2 separate regions of the Sus scrofa genome follow, and region 2 is linked to region 1. A link is a contact called in public HiChIP or PLAC-seq data. All regions are on one chromosome and are shown on one strand. The core of a region is the stretch at or near the end of the contact, and the rest is flanking DNA. Distances in the headings are between cores, read along the strand shown.

What was found. HiChIP or PLAC-seq counts read pairs in DNA pulled down with a chosen protein or histone mark.
Region 2: an H3K27ac HiChIP or PLAC-seq map of alveolar macrophages shows a contact between it and region 1. The contact joins the promoter of SLC25A43 here to the promoter of PGRMC1 in region 1. A contact is called at or near these places in 2 of 47 Hi-C or Micro-C datasets (liver and skeletal muscle) and 1 of 2 datasets of contacts at active chromatin or transcription factors (alveolar macrophages).

Annotation. Positions count from the first base shown.
Region 1 is chrX:97,733,663-97,738,638 of Sscrofa11.1, reverse strand. PGRMC1 (progesterone receptor membrane component 1) reads right to left here and starts at 3,237. Exons shown (of 3, transcript NM_213911.1): 1 at 2,872-3,237. The coding sequence starts at 3,196.
Region 2 is chrX:97,865,610-97,870,165 of Sscrofa11.1, reverse strand. SLC25A43 (solute carrier family 25 member 43) reads right to left here and starts at 1,362. Exons shown (of 5, transcript XM_001927589.4): 1 at 997-1,362. The coding sequence starts at 1,271. AKAP17B (A-kinase anchor protein 17B) reads left to right here. Exons shown (of 7, transcript XM_021080242.1): 1 at 1-767; 2 at 2,925-2,990.

The sequences.
Region 1 (4,976 bases), core at 1,988-4,487:
GTGTTCAACGTCAACACGTGGCATCTGCAGGAGACATCATGTTATGAGGGTTGGTGGTTCAGAAATCTACATAATCTTCCCTGTCAACAGAGACATGGCATGGTTCTGGGGGTGCTGAAGAGAAGACTGGAAATCCTATAAAATATCTCAATGCCATTATACATAATATTATGCTATTATATAGAACGTGATACTAAACGTCAGTCTCGGAGAGCAGTGAATCATGCTGCAGGTCCTTCGAGTGGATTTTTAGACTTATTTAAATATTGCACAAGTAAATGAAAAGAATCCAGTGTACTTTAAACAGTGTTCTTTCCCCAAAGGCGGACTGAGCAGCACCTTTGACAGGAAAGGCTGAGCTCATGACTCGGGTAACCACCACGCCAAGTATAAGAACAGACTGAGTCTCAATACGGCCTGGTCACCTGAAACCTCAATCTGCCGGGATTTTTTCTTTTTTATTATTTTTACAAGTTAGATGAAATTAATGATCAACTTTTAAAAGCACATAGGTTTCCAAAGAAAAACAGCTGTTTCTAATCAGCATTACGTAGTACCATCTCCACTAGGGAAGGTAAATAGGCCAAGGCACGGGTTGGGACCTCGCCGTTTCAGAAGCCATGGTCACAGGATACTAAAAGGATCTGAGGGGAGCACTGCAAGTCGTTGGAGAATATTATTATTATATATAATAATATATATTAATATAATATATTAATATTATTATTATATATTAATTATTAATATATTATTCAGCAGAACGTACATTCACTAGCGTGTAAGCTCCATGAGCCGAGCTCTTTGCCTGTTCTGTTCACTGCTCTGTTCCCAGAGGCCACAAAAGTGCCCTGCGTACAACAACGTCATGAAACATGATGACCTTTGGGAATCCTTTATAACATGAAGTATCATTTCCCCGTGACAGTCTCACATAGGCATGGCCTCACTGGATGACAGTGCAGGTGGAGACTGAGAGAGCTCACAACGGGCCATCCTTATCATTTTGAAGAGGGACCACGAAGGCCCAGAGAGAAGAGCGCTTTGCCCCAGGCCACACGGCTGGTCAGTGATCCAACCAGGCGGAGAACCCAGGCGGCCTCACTCCCAGCGTCGTGCTCTGTACACAGGCCTAGGTTCTTCTCGATGACTCTGCAAACCACCATCATATGCTGCTGCTCCAGGCATCAGGTCATTTATGGTGTAGCTCCGTAATGGCAGGTATTTACACTCGCATGTTTACTGACAATGCCTCCAGGTGTGCCACTTCAGGGACAAATAATATAGGTGTGGTTTTTTCAAATGATTTGGACAGTTACATGCCTACAAAGTAGGTCTTCTGAATCTCTGCCACAAGGAAAAACTGCTAAGTGGGAGATTTCCTTCAGAACCTTAACACATCTGATTTTGATGAGTTGGATTGGGAGAGAATAACAAAGTCTGAGTGGGGCCGAAGGAAAGATGGCTGCCTTCTACACACTTCCCCTGTGCCCAGACCAGTGGACACACTCCCTGGGTCCCCTTGTTTTTAGAGGTGTCCATATCGGAGGAGCTAAAAAATCTCTTCTTCCTCCGGTCCAAACAGTGTATAAAGCAGGCCTTCCAAACCTGGATGCTTGTGGCATTGGTCTAGGGGGTGGGAGTGTTGAAATGCAGACTCCTGGACCTCCCCCGCCGCCCACCAGAGCCCACCAGACTCTTCCGCGGTGGTGGAGATCAGGCCGGGAATCTGTATTGTACCTCAAGCGCATCAGGTGATTCTGATCCGCAACCAAGCTTGGCAAAGCCTCATCTCCAAGGCCCCTTCCAGCCTGCCCCCCTCCAACAGCTCAGCCGTCATCCACCCCTCATTTCCCCTAGGGTTGGCTTTTCCTGAAATCCCCACACCCCGCAGCCTTCAGAGCCCTACCCCTTTTGTTTCTCAGGATCCTCCCACTTCTCCCTCCCTCCCTCCCTCCATTTTAATTTTTTTTTTTTTTTTTTTTTTGGCTTCTAGTCCTTTCTCTCCTGCTATGGACTGTAATACTGTATTACCTTCTCGCCTTGCCACATTCCTCTCGGCCGCTATATTCAGCCTTCCTCATCCAGCTCCCTTCCCCCATGGGGCCTCCCTTGTTCACCTCCCAGCTCTCCCCGTCTGCCACACACAGCACGCGCACACATATCAAACACACGCCACACACATACCTGACACACGCCATGCCTCGTTCCCAGCGCACGCGCGCGCGCGCACACACACGCCTGACAAGCCACGGACACTCAACACGCACACACACATCACTCATCGGCCACGCACAATGCTCCTACCTGCTGCCAATCCCATCTCCGCGTTCTCTCCCCCACACCCTCACATTCCACCATGGCTACTCCAGGCGTCATCCGGCCTTCGAGTCCCCTTCGACGCTGGACCTCCCGACCTCCTCCCGCCTCCCCGCCCCCCCGTCTCCCTCGAGACACCCTCATTTCCTTTCTCCAGCCCGACACCCGCCCCTCCTTCCAGGAACCCCCAAACCCGATACCTTCGAAACTCCCCGAACACTGCGCCCTGCTGTGCTCCCCCGCCTTCCCAGCGCTGCGATCTCACCCACCCACTCCCGGCTTAAGCGCTTCAACCTTCTTCCTCCCGGTCCGACTGGCGGCACGGACCTGGAATCTGCGTCCCCCACTCGCCCCGCAGCCCTTCTAGGGCGCCTCTGGCCCCCCGCCCGCCCTGGGAGCCGCCCTGCCCCGCCCTCCCCGGCTCGCCGCCATTCCGCCCCCAGCCCCGGGGCACTCGCTCCCCCCTCGCCTCTCCGGGACTCAGCCCCGTGCCGGGGCCCCTTCTTTTGTCTCTGCGGCCACCCCCCCCCCCCCGCCGGCGGCCAGCCGCCGTACCGGGCCCGTAGAACTTGCGGCCTTTGGTCACGTCGAACACCTTGCCGTTGATGGCCATGAGTATACGCGGGTCCTGGACGCCGTCGAAGCGACGCAGCTCGGCAGGGGTGAAGTCGCGCCGCTTAAGGCGGGGCAGCGGGGGCGGCTCGTCGTCGTCGCTATCGCTGGCCGCCGGCTGGTCCCCGCGCACGATCTTGTAGAGCAGGAAGATGCAGAGGCCGAGCAGCAGCAGGTTGAGCGGCGACGTGAAAATCTCATGCAGCAGCCCGCCGCCCTCTAGCTCGCTCGGGTCGGCGCCGGTAGCCGCCACATCCTCGGCAGCCATGATCGCTGGAGCAAAGGTTGGAGGGCTCCGGAACTCGTTTCCTCCACCCTCTCCGCGAGCTAGTGGCGCGCGGGGCCAGGCGGATGAGGACTAGCCAGCGGAGGAGGCGGAGCCAGGCGGGGCGGGGGCGGGGCTGGACGGGCGGGACCTCTCAGCCCCGCCTCCCCGCGGCGGCCGAAGCTCCCGGCGCCGCTCAGTGGAGCGCAGCCCAGTTCGGAACCCCCCCCCCCGCGTTGCCTCTGGATGGTGGCTGCTCTCCCCCAGCCAGATCCAGCCTCCTCCTAGATTGCGGAGCACACCCCTCAGCTCTACCTGCGAGGCCGAGCCCCAGCCTCACGCCAGCCTCTAGTTAACCGCAACGCAGCGCGCAACCCTCCTCCGCACTCCCAGTTTGCTCATGCAGAGCTTTGCGCGGCTCTGCATGAGGCCCCCTCTGCCACCTGATGCGAGCCAAACACCGACTCCATTTCGCCTGCTTCAGGCCTCTCCCCGCCTTCCATTACGAAGCCTCATCTTTCCCAGGCCAGCCCTAGGGACCACGAGGCTTTCTTGGGAGACAAGGAAACTCACTCCTTGAGTTCCTTTCCCATCCTAGAGCCCCAGACCACCCATTTCCACCTTGGGAACCCCCGTTCACCCTCTTTGACGACCTTTCTCCAATCCCCCACTCCCCTCCAGATGCTGTGGGGATAGCTAAAGTCAGTGCACAGGGTTCATCTGACAACTCTCCCAATATGTGGGGAAACAGTTCAACAGATCTCCCGATTTGCTTTGGGTTCGTTCTTGGAAGACTAAAGCCTTTTGCAATCACTGATTTGCTCAATAATCCCACATCAACAATGTTCTATTATGCTGGGTTTTTTTTTTTTTCTCAGAATAATGACCAAAGTTTCTCTGTTTGGCAGTGTTCTTCTATTTGAACTCGGTCGAGCTACCCTTGGCAGTCGCAATAGCCCAAAGGAAGGTGGGAGTTTGTAAGAAACCTTGGTTTGGTCTTTTCGTTTCCTCAGTATTTCATCCGGCCTTTGATGTACTAACCGGCTGTACAGGAGCGGCCTTAAGGAGAAAGGACTGTCTATACCCTTCAGAGTCCTAATCTGGTCGCCCTCTTTATTGTGGCAGGGGGAGCGGAGCTGAAGAAAGGATAGAGAGAGGGGGGAAATAATTAAAACCAACCCATGTACACATCTGCAGCCCAGAGCGGGTACTTTTCCATCAGGAGTTCTATCTGCTTGCACATAATTTACTCCCCCTCCCAACACGCAGGAGACTGGAGAGAATCGGCTTCTTACCTCAGAATTCTAAAAATTTCTGGCACAAACTGCTTCCATCCCTGCCCCCTACCCCACCTTCTTAAATCATTTTAAAGTGCATATGAGCTGAACAATCTTTAAGTGGGGCCCACACACTTTTTTTTTTCATGGATCTAAATTTAGGATTAGCTGAAATGGCCTTTCCAGATCTTTTGTCAAACCTCTTCACTTTAATCACGGGGGAAGAGGCTCAAACTGAGGGCACGCGGCTGCAATTAGAATCTAATAATTTTGAAAAACGACAACCACCACCACACCACACCACCACATTCGACAAACCAACAAACTTGTGAAAAAATATTTACATTTGCAACTAATAATGACAAGGGGTTAATCTCTTATAGGAGTTTGGTCTCATTTTGATTGACAAGAAAATCCATGAGTCTAGTCAATCAGTGGGCAAAGAAAGAAATAGGGAGTTCACGGAAGAAGGGATACCTATGGTGAATAAGCATACGAAATATGTT
Region 2 (4,556 bases), core at 113-2,612, 130 kb before region 1:
GGAGTTCCTGTCGTGGCTCAGGGGTAACGAACCCCACTGGTGTCCATGAGGACGTGGGTTCCATCCCTGGCCTCGCTCAGTGGGTCAAGGATCCGGTGTTGCCTGGAGTGGCGGTGTAGGTCGGCCGTGGCTCGGATCCAACATTGCTGTGGCTGTGGTGTAGTCCCGTAGCTCCAGTTCCAGGAGCCCTAGCCTGGGAACTTACATATGCCGTGAGGGTAGCCCTAAAAAAGGAAAAAACCAAAACAACAACAAAAACACAAACTCATCCAGTTGTGTTACATCTTTAGATGTTTTCCTAAGAGGCAGCTGTTGCGGGAGAAGGTGTTAAAAGCCCAAAGAAGGAGGCCAGCGGGCAGCGAGGGATGGGTTGTCTGCAGTTTGGGGAGGGGAAGCTGCAGCCTCTGTTGGACCCTAAAGGCAAGCTTCTTGGGAGGAGAGCAGGACTCCGTGGCTTTTTTGTCGCCATGGATTGGGCTCTCTGCCCCTTATACTAAGTACGTTCTTCTGGGGGCTTTGGTCACACAGAATTCCATACACGCACCTTCAGAAGGGTCACTCTCCTGAGCCAGCCAAGGCAACATGTCCAAATGGGTGGACTGTGGGATGGATTAGGAGCTAACCATCCGGAGATCTCCTCACTCCTTCCCCCCCAATCTCCATGGGCCCCTTTCCACCTCCTCGCCCCTCCCACCCAGTCGGCCTCTCTGGGCCAGAGCTGCGCCCTCACCAAACCGCTCCTGGCGGGGCAGGAACCGCAAGAGAAGGTGAACGACTTGGGGACTGCGCTTTGGGGGCCAGAGAGGTCGCCTTCTGGCCGGAGGGGCTCCCACGCGACCCGGAACCCGGTTGCGGCGCACCGCCAGCCCCGATCCCGGCGCCCGGGTGGCGCAAGGCCGCGAGACCCCGGCGGCGGAACCCCCGCGCCACCCCCGCGGCGGCGGCCTCCAGGGCCCGGGCCCCGCCCCCGCCTCCCCCCCCCAGCCGGGCTCTTACTTGCGGTAGGCGGCCAGCTGCACGGCGCTGCAGGGGAAGAGGCGCAGGCAGGCCACCGCGTTCCCCTTCCAGAGCGCGCGGGGGCCCTCGGCCCGCCACACGCGCAGCCCTGCGGCCCACGGCCCCCGGGCGCGGCCGCGCACGACGCCGACCTGGGCCAGCACGGTGGCGAGCTCCAGCGGCGCGGTGAGGCTGAGGCTCAGCGCCCCCGCCAGCCCCGCGCACAGCAGCCGTTGGCTGCCCGTCAGCCGGCCGTCCCGCCGCCAGGTCGCCATCGCGCGTCCCCGGCCCGAGCCCCGGGCGGCGGCCGATCGCGTGGCTCGGGCCTGGGGCTCCCGGGCTCCCGGGCTCCCGGGCTCCAGGCGCAAGGGGCGGGCCAGGCCCCGCCCGGCGTGGGGCGGACCCGCGGCTCGGACGGGAAGCAGGTCCCCGCCTGGGCCGAGCTGGCCCGAGGCTGAGGCCGCACCGGTTTAAGGTCTGCTCTCAGGCAGGTTTCTGTTTACAGTTGAGAGAGTCTTCGCGTTCTCTCCAGGCCCAGCCCTCTCGATTTCTTGGGTCTAGAATATTCAGCGCCCCCACCCCCTGCCTCGTTTGCCCCCTTTCTCCCTGTCCACGTTCCACTTCGCCCTCTTCCTCCCCTCGCCTCTGCTCTCTTCCCTCCAACCTCTTTTTTTTCTGCCCCAAGAAAAAGCCTTATAGATTTCCCAGTGCAGAAGGGAAAAAAGCCTATAACATACACGTGATATAAGACACGACATGTATTAGGCTTTTCATATATTATCTCGCTTAATCCTCAAAACAGCCCTTAGTAGGTGTGTCCTCAACTGGAGAGGCTGTAGGTGTGGTGGTTAGAACCTGGACTTGGCTCTGCAGTTTACCAGCTGTATGACCTTGGGGAAGTTACTCAACCTCTCTGTGCCTCAGTTGCTTGTGTATAACTTCTTCCTCTCGGGGTTGTGGTGAGGATTAAATGAACAGTGATTCAGGTAAGCACTATAGATGTGTTGGCTATGGTTAGATATTTTTCAGAAGAGGAAACCAAGACAGGGAGATGGACTTGCTCTAGATCACACAGCTGCTAGAGGCAGTCAGGGTTCAAATCTAGGCCAACATCTACTAACAGTGACACTGCAAGTCCTGCTCTGTGACAGCAGAGTGTAACTTGAGCAGGGACATTTTCAGGGGTTCTGTTAGTCAACAGGACAACAGAGGCAAAGAAGGGCTAGGAGTGATTTGGTCAGAGTCCAAGAAGGATTTTGATGAGTTAAAAAAATTCCGCACTTCTCCCTCTTTTCTCTTTTAAAAGAGCCATAGCAATAATAATGATGAAAAGGCGGTCCAACAGTCTGTTAGTATCAGACATCCCAGATACGCAGTTGCTGTTAGGTTTGTATGTCGTTATTTTCTGCGTTTACTAACATACGGGATGATAAAGGAACCTTTTCTAAAAGGCATTGCGGGGTCTAGATTGAGAGGACTTCCAGTTACAGAAGCCTTGCTCTGCGCTCAACACTGGGGATGCTCATTTTTCTTGTTTTGTGAATTCTCCCATCTTGCTGTGAGCTCATTTCACGGCTGTGGGAGGTTGGAGAGAGCAGGTTTATGATTCTGAAGATCAGAGGACACCGGACTTTAAGGGGGGATTGAATTGGAATTTGGGGACTACGGAAAAGCAACCTTCAGGTGCCAGTTCTGTCCTAAAACCGTCTTGGACAACAGGACTAGATCCTAAAGCTCCTTCAGGGAGCTCTGCCCTGGAACGGAACAGTTGATGTAATAACCACGTTGTATAGAGACTAACTCCAGGGGGTTGTTTGGGTTTGGTTTGGTTTTAAGGCAGTTTGTGTGAGAGTTTCAACTGCATCCACCTTGGGAACAGATATACCCCTTTCTTTAGCACTGCTGTTCTTTTTTGTCTTCACAAACAGGGTGTTCAGTGAGCCACAGGCAAGAAGAGCCATTTTAGTCTTCACAGCTGGGGGCCCGGAGACATCGTGAGTTGATGATCTATTTTAACCTCAAACGTAAAAATGTATACTTTCTCACAACAGGGACGTCGAACAGTAAAATGAGTAACAGCAAAGTCTTTATTGACTGCCTTCTGCCTTTTTGTGGTAATGTGCTAACATGACAAGGTGTGTTCATATTTTACTCAGCCAGAGTCTAGTTCATCTGCTAAGCATTGGGAGTATTATGTAGGTTGATCTTAAACATAAATCGGTCTCTGAGGGTGCCCTCTATTTGGATTGTGACTTGTAGACTCAAGCTGACTTCACTGCCTCTTTTTCACACTTGTTGAAAAGTCTATGAAGGGCATAGCAAGGATCTCCACCTTTGGAAAAGGCACATGATGTGAAACTGGGGTGCTGTGTTAAAAATAAATGTATAACTTAAAAGAATAGGCAGTAAGTAAAATAATATTGGAAGTGATGTGGTAACATGAGGAGAAAGGGTGGCTGGCAGATTCAAGCCAATAGGCAGCCTCCTGCCCTAGTCAGGCCTTGGGAGATGCTAACAGTTTTTCATTCTCCAATTCTCATTTTTTGTTTCTCTTCTCACTGAGTGAAATCATCTCTCAGTACATTACCTTAGTTTAACTTGCTGATGCTTCTCAGAGTCTAATTTATCTTGCTATTTTATGCCAATATTGATCTCTGCTCTTCGATTTTTCATTTTATTATTTAACCGTATGGAATTTTATAAATTTCAAAAGTGGAATATACTTGTTGTACCAAGGAAAACAGTACGGAAGTGTATTAAAGTTAAGTCTTTCTGCGCATGCTCTGAGGTAACGTTAGAGCAACCACTGTTAAGAGCTGGGTGTGTGTGTGCATCTTTCCTCATATTTTTTTTTTCAAACCCAGACAAATATTCATTTATGGGGATTTTCCTCTTCCCTCCCTGCTTTCTTTCCTTCTAAGCAAAAAAGAGATAATCCCTCTGGACGGATATTTTTATTTTATTTTATTTTATTTTATTTTTTTGTCTTTTTAGGGCCACACCCGCAGCATATGGAGGTTCCCAGGCTAGGGGCCGAATTGGAGCTACAGCTACCAGCCTGTGTCACAGCCACAGCAATGCAGGATCCAAGCCGTGTCTGCAACCTACACCACAGCTCATGGCAACACCGGATCCTTAAACTACTGAGTGAGGTCTGGGATTGAACCTGCATCCCCATGGATGCCAGTCGGGTTCACTAACCACTGAGCCATGACAGGAACTCCTGGAAGGATATTTTTAAAACCCTGATAATCAGATTTTCTCTAGGGAAGAAAACTGGTAGAGGTGGGAACAGAGGTGGAAGGGAGATTGACTTTTGACTATGCGCCCTTTTGTACTGTTTGCAATTTCCCCTTACCAAGGGTATGTATTATCAATTAAAAAAAAAAAAAGCTCTTTCCTCAGAAGTCTCCTTGTGGTGCAGCGGGTTAAGGAGTCCAGTGGTGCCTCAGCTGTGGCGGTTTGATCAATTGCAGTGCAGGTTTAATCCCTGACCCGGACCTTCCACATGCCCTGACTGTGGCCAAAAAAAAAAAAAAAAAAAAAAAAAAAAAAAAAAA